Linked DNA regions of Pelodiscus sinensis: region 2 is linked to region 1. Evidence: chromatin contacts called from public Hi-C data. All regions are on one chromosome and are shown on one strand. Each heading gives the region's core, a stretch centred on a gene start, on an enhancer-like site or on the middle of the called end of the contact. The rest is flanking DNA. Distances are from core to core; before and after follow the strand shown. Region 1 holds the start of LOC102461683 (potassium channel, subfamily K, member 16-like). Region 2 holds the start of GPR135 (G protein-coupled receptor 135).

Evidence for each region. A called contact is a pair of places that touch in the nucleus more often than the background predicts.
Region 2: a contact with region 1 is called in a Hi-C map of liver, with 3 times the contacts expected there. The contact joins the promoter of GPR135 here to the promoter of LOC102461683 in region 1. A contact is called at or near these places in 3 of 5 Hi-C or Micro-C datasets (liver and an unstated tissue).

The regions. Positions count from the first base shown.
Region 1 is chr4:11,997,907-12,002,563 of ASM4963464v1, reverse strand. It overlaps LOC102461683 (potassium channel, subfamily K, member 16-like), which reads left to right and starts at 2,138. Exons shown (of 7, transcript XM_006135254.4): 1 at 2,138-2,253.
Region 2 is chr4:12,282,388-12,287,044 of ASM4963464v1, reverse strand. It overlaps GPR135 (G protein-coupled receptor 135), which reads left to right and starts at 2,134. Exons shown (of 1, transcript XM_075926325.1): 1 at 2,134-4,657. The coding sequence starts at 2,262. The coding sequence ends at 3,494.

The sequences.
Region 1 (4,657 bases), core at 889-3,388:
CCTTTTAGTGTAGCCCTGGCCTGAGCTTTCATTTTTAAAAAGGTTCATTTCTAGCCACCATGTTTGCAGAGAAATGCTTGAAACTATGAGCCCCCTGCACTCAGAAAGCTCAGACGCTAGGAAACACATGGACTTTTTTTAATCTTATGATTTTAAGCCATTCTCCTGATTTGTGAAACCTGACTCATGATACCAGCCCTGTCCCCAGGGTACAAAGGTAATACCACAGCCTGTGCCCAAAGCCTTAAGGATGGAATTTACAAAGAGCACCCAAAAGCTTTAGAAAAGCCCAGTCTAAACATGCTCTCTCTCTCTCTCTCTCTCACACACACACACACATCATACCTAAAAGGTTCAAATGTGCATCCTGGGGGCACACCAGGCAGCAGCATGTGCAAAACCTACCCCCTTGTGCTGAGCAGTGGTTAGCTGCATATGGAATGGGCAGTGCAAACATAACTACCCATTAGTGCACACAGACAGAACACCACACATCTTGTTCCAGAAATGTACCCCCTTTTATGTACCCATTGGTGACACTTTTCAAGGTTAACCGAGGTGTCTAGGGTCAATCACAACCACTCACAGTAGGAAGGAGCTTTCTCTGTGACCACCAAGGGAAACTCTCTAAATATTGATGTGGGCCTGGCTTGATATGATCACCAGGACATGGGTGAGGCCTCATGCCTTGGGAAACAGGATTAGAGAGGTCAGTGGATCAGCAGGCTGGAAACAACTGTGGGCAACACCAGAGCTCCACTCTGAGCCCTGCTCTTTCCCTCTGCAGCCTAGCAATTAGCACACCTCACCTTCTTACACACGAGTTTCCAGTCCCTGATCTCCAGGACACCCAAAATGGACAGCAATCTGCTGTCTCCATGGAGACAGAACAGCCCAGTTCACTGGTTTCACCTCAGTTCAACACTCCTCAGACCAAGGCACTTTGCTATGTCAATAGTAAAACCTCAAGAAAATGTATTTAACTGATCTTGAGGAAAAGATACAACACACATCAGGTGGAGCCCCTCTCAGCAGCCTGGGACAATCACACACCACCCCTAGGGCACGGTTAAGAATGGCCATACTGGGTCAGACCAAAGGTCCATCCAACCCAGTATCCTGTCTGCCGACAGTGGCCAATGCCAGATGCCCCAGAGGGAGGGAACACAACAGGTAACGATCAAGTGATCTCTCTCCTGTCACCCATTTCCAGACAAAAGGCAATACTTCCCCTTTCCCACGTATAGCTGTCACCAGGTAGATCTGAACCTGGAACCTAGTGTAGTAGCCGCTACATTTTGAGCTATGAAGCCAGCTGGATCCCAACTTAGGCTGTAGAGCTCCCTTGTTCTTATCCCTCGCTGTAAGTGGTCTAAGTGTCACTACATGGGACAGTGAACCACACTAGGTCTATGGGTTACACAGGCACAGAGTCTGAGTGTAGAAAGAAACTTTTAATGAAAGGAAGGACGTCACCCAGCATTAATTTGTGAAAAATGGGCATTTTTCAAACTCACTCTCTGAAAACACTGGGCTTTGGAGAGCAGAGCTGGCTGGTATACTTAAAGCCTTCATCAGTGGCTTATTTACTTTTATGATTTTTAAGGCAGCAGCCAAAGAGCTGGGCACATTGAGAGATCCAGGTTGTAAATCTAAGACTGAGCAATTTCATTTGCACCATCTGTAAGGATGTGTTGGGTTAACCAAAGTCTCTTCTGTCCTTTCCTTATCTCTGCTGTCCAAATATAATGCCTGCCTTCAGGGACTCTCAATGACTTTGGTGGGGACAGATTCGGACTCTCTCAGAACAATTCCACATCCTTTACTTATGCTGGTGACACGTAACGTATGTGCGTGGTCCTTCTGAAGTCAATAGACGCTACATGCATAAGTGTGTGCTAACCGATCGTAGTACAGTGGCCTTTAACCTTTCTCTAAGGGAATCTGAGCTTATCTGCCATAAGAGTGCAAAGGGACACCAGTCTGGTCACACCAGGGACTTATGAGGCCCTGGGGCTGGTAAACAGAGGGGAGTGTATCAATGACCTCACAGAGACCTAGGGGGGCAGCTAAGCAGTCCCACCAAATACAGGGGGTGACTATATCAGTGACCTCATAGAGGCCATGGTGCAGCTAAGCAGCTCCCACCTAATACAAAGGCAGTAGCCCAGCTGTCAGACAGAAGGGGAGGTGCTGTGAGTGTAACATAGGGACCTGGGCAAGTGGGCAGCTTTGGACACAGGGAGAGGAACGGTGAGTGTGTGCCTGTACAGAAGGCTGTGAGGCTCAGTGAAATACCAATTCTACCTTGCTTTATAACAGATGGGTCGCCCCACTGGCTGCTGGGGATGGGGTGGAGGGGCGGTGAAGGGGAGAGGAAATGAGCCAGCTGTATAGAGAGGGTCAGTTAATTCAGGGTGTGACAAGCAGCAGGTGAGAAAGTACTAAAAGAGGAAGCCAAGCTCTCCACAGTGCTCAGCTGTCGGGCTTTACAGACAATGCTGCTGGGAGAAGCAAATCATCACACTTTTGACTTTGGAAATCTTGTTTTCCAGATCACTACTTATGAATCAATCATGTGCCATGGGAATACTGCTTTGCCAGCCAATAATAGCAGCAGCAGGATTAGCAGCTAATTTTGTCCTTCAGCTAATATTACACTATCTTTAGGGTGCAGTGCTAGGATGGGATTGAAATGCATTAAGAAACAATAGGTCTAAAGTAAACTGTTGGGGTGACATCACTGGCACTGTAGAGAACTCCTGGCTGAATGAGTTAAGTGAATAAACCGTTATTCAATCCTCGCTGGAGTACTTTCCAAACCTTAAAAACAGCTTCTAGACTAGAATATTGTGGGTCTGATCTACCGAGAGACGGGACGGGGAGAGAGAAGGACAGAGAGAGAGATTTGTGCTGAAATCAACAGGCGTTTTGCCTGGATAATGTCTAGAATTGGGCCCATAGACACTGATTCAACAAAGAACTGAAGTATGTGCTGAGTGCAAAAGTATACCAGCACATTTTAAAGCTAAACTCCTGTTTAAATGTGTTGCTGAAGCAGGATAGACCTAGGCATGGGCTGAAGGTATTGAATCAGAGCTATACTAAAGTTGGTTTCTTCTACCAACTTCTCCTCCATGACTGCCCAGAACACCCACTAGACCAGAACAGGGTGTGAGGTGGAACATGGGTCCCCAGATAGGTTTTTAACAGGAAGAGCTGTCTATAGGAGCGGCAAGGCCCTGCTGCCTCTCGCTGGGGAGATACAAAACAGAGGACTGTGAAGCGAAGTGCAATGAGACCATCTCGACACCCTGAGACGCAGGGCTCGGGGATGTCTAGGCTGCATTGTTAATCTGGAACAATGGGAGCTGCCACACCTGTTGCCAGGCATTCACAGCGCACTGTAAACCTGGCCTTGCCATAGCTGGACCTGGGTGTGATGCGAACACAGCCACATGGCATTAAACCTCCTGGCATGGGGTCTGCGACTTGAGTTGCAAAATGACAGGGCTTGGACCTACTTCAAGGTGGGTCCACGGGCCCAGATCTGCAGGGCTTTCTGACCCAGTCAGAAAGATGGGGGTGTGGATGGTTGGGCTTAAGCCTGAGTTCGTACAGCAGTGTGGCCACACCCTTCACGCGGCACTCAGTCGAACGCAAAGGATGCGGCAGGGGGCACGCGGCCGTGAGTCGGTGTGGATGTCTACGTATGGGGCTGCGACATCTTGTAGTTGTGTGGGATAAAACACAGAGGAGGGTGCTGCACAACAGAGATTAGAAGGGTTTGGTGGGATATAATTCAAAGTCTTATGTGTGAACAAGACACACAGAGCAGCAGGGGAATTTGAGGCATCCCATGAAGCCCACTGCTCTGGGGACTGGACTACTGCCTCCTTCCCCCTGGGGTATCTGTGGGGGCTGTTCACCTGCCCCTAGGCCTTTGTGAGGTCACTGACGTAGGAACTCGCTGCTGGCAAGGCTGCGCAGCTGGGACGGGCTGGAGATTGTGTTTCTGAGGAGGCCTGACTCAGCTATCATCCAACGGCTGAGTGGAGACCCTGGCGCTGGCTGGTTCTCCGAGGAAACATGGGGAGATGGTCAGGAGCTCTGTGTGAACACAGGGCGGGTCCCAGTATGGAACCCAGGGGGCCAGGTGCGTGTCATGTCCCCCTCCAATAGTGGTTCCATAGACAGCAACAGCCCGTTACTGCTGCCAGTTGAAGGAATACCTCGTTTAGCTCAAGTGATAGAGCCTTGCATGGGCATTGACTTTCTTCTTCATCTGCATGCTCCATCCCAGCTCTGCCCTGAGGCCCTGACCCCACTTCATCCCTTCCAAGGCCTCACACTTCCCCTGCCTCTTCCTGTCCTGCCCCCTCCCCGTGCCTCCCGCCCATCACCGCACAGTTGTGTACCCATGGTGCTACAAACCTGGCACATCCTGGAGCTGACACCTATGTTACTTTTGGGGATGAACATCCTACCTGCTTTTCCCTGCTGGCAGCCTATGGGAGGGCGGGGGGGGGGGGGGGGGGGGGGCTGCCTGGCTGGAGTTTTGAGCTCTGCTTGACTTCGGACAGCTGGGTGAGCTTCTCCGACTTCCCCACCAACAAGCATCTCCCTTGTGTGGCTCCAGGGCCTGGTGTTGTGGAGA
Region 2 (4,657 bases), core at 885-3,384, 280 kb before region 1:
CGAAACGGGGAGGAGAGTGGGAGGAGGGGGGCCTTCAAAGATAGGCAGGTCAGCCCTTTTCTACAAGCACTGCTGGGCTATGTCTACATTGGCGGGTTCTTGAGCAAGAACCTCCTGCGCAAGGGTTCTTGTGCAAGCACTCGGCCACACTGCCATCTGCTTTTGCACAAGCGCATCCATGGCAGTGTGGACACTCTTTTGCGCAAGAAAACTCTGATGGCCTTTTTAGCCATAAGGCTTTCTTGAGCAAGAAACCCCAGCTGTGTGGCCACACTGCCCTCTTGCGCAAGAGGGCTTACACTTGTTAGAAAAGAGCGTAGCTCTTGCTCAAGAAGCCATCTTCTGCTGCTGTACTGTAAATATTCTTGTGCAAGAGCGGGCAGGTAGTGTGGATGCTCTGTGGGCTCTTGCGCAAGAACCTGCCAGAGTAAACATAGCCCTGGTGTCCAAGCCTTCTCCTATACACAAGAGGCCAGTTTTTAGAGCACTGGCAGATTGAGAGCCAGAGCTTGAATGTGAATGCTCCATCCACTGGGCTATAGGATTATAGGGATGTTATCAGGTGTGTCATATCTAAGACCCGGGCAATGACTTTTCTGCTACATGTGACATGGGTGAAGCCCCAGCTGGCCTACTGTGTTCAGGTTTTTTTTTGGGGGGGGGGGGGGTCTGTATTTCAAGAATGATGTCAACTAACTGGAGAAAGGCCAGAGGAGAATGACAAAAAAAATGCTAAATGGGTTGGAAAATCTGACTGCTGAGAAAAGGGGGCAAGAACTGATCACTCTGTTGGCATGGGGGTGGGGTGAGGGGGTTTCATGGTGTGTGTCACTCTGTTGGGGTGGGAGGTGTCAAGGGTATGTGTGTCACTTTTGGGGTGTGAGGGTGGTCGGGTTGAGGGTATTTCACACTGTTGGGGTGGAGTGTATCTGGGGTGTGCGTGGCCCTGTTGGAGTGGAGGGTGTTACTCTCTTGGGGTGGGGGGGTGTCAATCAGTCTGTTGGAGTGGGGGGGGGCCCTGTTGGAGTGGAGGGTATCGCTCTTGGGGTGAGGGTGTGTGTGAGATTCTGTTGGAGTGGGGGAGGGTGTCACTCTGTTGGAGTGGGGGGTGTCGGGGGTGTGTGTGTCACTGTTGGCGTGGAGGAGTGTCAGGGTGTGTGTGTGCGTGTGTCACTGTTGGAGGGGGGGTGTACGTCGGCGTGTGTGTGTGTCACTGTTGAAGTGGGGGTGTGTCAGGGTGTGTCACTGTTGGCGTGGGGTGTGTGTCAGTCACTGTGTTGGAGTGGGGGTGTGTCAGGGTGTGTGTGTGTGTCACTGTGTTGGCGTGGGGGTGTGTCAGGGTGTGTGTGTGTCACTGTTGGAGTGGGGTGTGTCGCTGTTGGAGTGCGGGTGTGTGTCACTGTTGGAGTGGGGTGTGTGTCACTGTTGGAGTGGGTGTGTGTGTGTGTCACTGTTGAAGTGGGGGTGTGTGTGTCACTGTTGAAGTGGGGGGTGTCACTGTGTTGGAGTGGGGGGTGTGTCAGGGTGTGTGTCACTGTTGGAGTGGGGTGTGTGTCACTGTTGGAGTGGGGGTGTGTGTGTGTCACTGTTGAAGTGGGGGGTGTCACTGTGTTGGAGTGGGGGTGTGTCAGGGTGTGTGTCACTGTTGGAGTGGGGTGTGTGTGTCACTGTTGAAGTGGGTGTGTGTGTGTGTCACTGTTGGCGTGGGGTGTGTCACTGTGTTGGAGTGGGGGTGTGTCAGGGTGTGTGTCACTGTTGGAGTGGAGGTGTGTGTGTGTGTCACTGTTGGAGTGGGGGGTGTCACTGTTGGAGTGGAGGTGTGTCAGGGTGTGTGTCACTGTTGGAGTGGGGGGTGTCACTGTTGGAGTGGAGGTGTGTCAGGGTGTGTGTCACTGTTGGAGTGGGGGTGTGTCAGGGTGTGTGTCACTGTTGGAGTGGGGGTGTGCCACTCTTGGTGTGTGGGGGTCACTCTGTCGGAGAGTCTGCGCGGCCAGGGGAGGGGGGGGTCTAAGCAACGCGGGGGTCGCCCCTGGCTCTGGCCGGGCCCCGTGTGCGCAATCGGCGAGGCCGGACGCGGTTCCCTGGGCAACGGTCTGGAGACGTCAGCGGCTCGCGGAGCCCCCGAAGGCCGCACGCAGCAGGGGGCGCGGGCGGTCGGCGGCGGCGCTCAGAGCCTGCCCGGCCGGGCGGGGAGCAGCAGGCGGCGCCGCGGCTCCCCGGACACGGGCAGCCTCGGCCGCGCAAGGCGATGCTGGCTGCCCATGGAGCCGCCGTCGGCGAGCGCGGGGCGCAATGAGAGCGGCGGCCAGGCGGAGGAGCCGGGCTGGTCGGGCGCGGCGCTGGCCTCGCAGGCGCTGCTGCTGGCGCTGATCTTCGCCCTGTCGGCGCTGGGCAACGGGGCCGTGGTGCTGGTGATCGCCCGGCACCGGCAGCTGCGCACCGTCACCAACGCCTTCGTGCTGTCGCTGTCCCTCTCCGAGCTGCTGGGCGCGCTGCTCTGCCTGCCGCTCGCCTTCCTGCGCCTGCTGAGCCAGCCGCGCGGCGCCTGGCTCGCCGGCCAGCGCCTCTGCCTGGCCAGCGCCGCCCTGCACGCCGGCCTGGGCATCGCCGCCACCCTCACCATGGCGCTGCTCTCCTTCGACCGCTACTGCGCCATCGTGCGCCAGCCCCGCCGCAAGATGGGCCGCCGCCGCGCCGCCCAGCTGCTGGCCGCCGTCTGGCTGGCGGCGCTGGGCTTCGCCGCCCCCTGGTACCTGCTGGCCCAGGCGGCGGGGGGCGAGCGGGCGGGCGGGGCCCGCTGCACCTACGTGCTGCTGCCCGGGGGCTCGTCGCGGCTGGGCCCGCCCTACAGCGCGGCGCTCATCGTGCTCTGCTACCTGCTGCCCTTCGCCCTCATGTGCTTCTGCCACTACAACATCTGCCGCGCCGTGCGCCTCTCCGAGAGCCGGGTGCGGCCGCTCACCACCTACGGCCACCTGCTGCGCTGCTACGGCGAGATGCGCACCGCCACCACCGTGCTCATCATGATCGTCTCCATCATCTGCTGCTGGGGGCCCTACTGCGTCCTGGGGCTGGCGGCCGCCGCCGGCCACCTGCCCTTCTCGCCCAGCGTGGACGCCGTGGCCAGCTGGCTGGCCTGGGCCAACGGCGCCATCAACCCGCTCATCTACGCCGCCCGCAACCCCAACATCTCCATGCTGCTGGGCCGCAGCCGCGAGGGCGGCTACCGGACTCGGAACAACGTGGCCGCCTACCTGGCCGCCCGGGGCCAGCGCCTGGAGGCCCGCGGGCGGCCCGAGCCAAGCCAGGAGCGCTATGCCCAGCAGCGGCCCAGCGGCCCCGCCGCCAGCACCCGCTCCTCCTCCAGCCCGGCCAACGGCGGCGAGGTGGCCATGTGGGCTTGCAAGAACCCGGCCGTGCTCTTCTGCCGCGATGCCCAGCCCGACACGGCTGCGCTGCCGCCCAAATCCGACACCGCTGATACCAGCCTCTGAGCTGGCCGAGGGCAGCGGTAGGAAAAGCTGCCTGGCACCGAGCTGCCTCCAGCTGTGGAACAGGCTCTCTGCCGGTGGGAAGAACCGGGAGACCTGTGGCTTTGGCCATTTAAACTAGGCTGAGCAAAGTGCAATCTGTAGTATCCAGGGAGCCTTACTGGAGGAGCTGGTGGGACTTTGTCCAGCACTCCAATTCTTAATGCCAGTAGGTGTGTGAGTTATGCACAGGTGGGGGGAAGCACAGGCAGGATCCAGGGACAGGGATGCTGGCTCTTTCTCTTTCAACAGGAAAGAGACCAGGGAGAGCTGCTGGAATGAGCTAAAAAGAGGAACCCTGCTCATAATAACTAACTCCAGGTGAGCAGCATCACAATTGAGCAAAAAGGGTGCCAATAGGAAGTTAAGAACACCACACCACAAGCCAACTGACCACTGGGAGATGTTAAGTGCCACACACACACAAAAGGGTGACTGGAAGCTGAGTATTGCCATCTCCATACAACTTACCACACTGTGAAAATTGCAGTTTTGCAGAAGACAGTTGTTTTAACCCATTATATGTGGAAATACACCATGTCTCAGATTGTAGGACATATTGAAATTCTGACAACACCAAAAGCATTTGAAGTGCATTTTAAAATTCCAAACATAAGAAAAATCCCTTGCAGAGCTCTGCAGATTTAAAGAAAATATGCAACGTTACAGAGGAGAAGAATGAAGCTTAAAGCTCCATGAAATTTGTGATAGTTTCCTTTCAGTATGTACATTCAGCGTGAAGGATTACAACCAGGAGATTCCCAGAAATGGGAGTGCAGTACTGTATTCTGAGCCAGAGCAAACTGAAGAAAGCATAAAATGTGGGTTAGGAATATATGTGGCATCATTCAGTTTGTGAAGTTCCTGGTTGAGGTGGACAAAAATACCTAATTTAATCTAACAACCTTTGAACATAGTAATGAGAGCCACTGGGGAGAGGCAAAATGCAGGACAATGTAGCACTTTAATGTAGCCACTGGGGAGAGGCAGGTATTCTGTTGAAGGAGAGAGAAAGCAATGTGATGAGTCTAGTTTGTATTTCTGGGTGCACAACTGGATGATTGGAATAGTAGATGTTATCCTGATGACTGCATAACATACTTGATCCATTAGAATTTAATGATGTT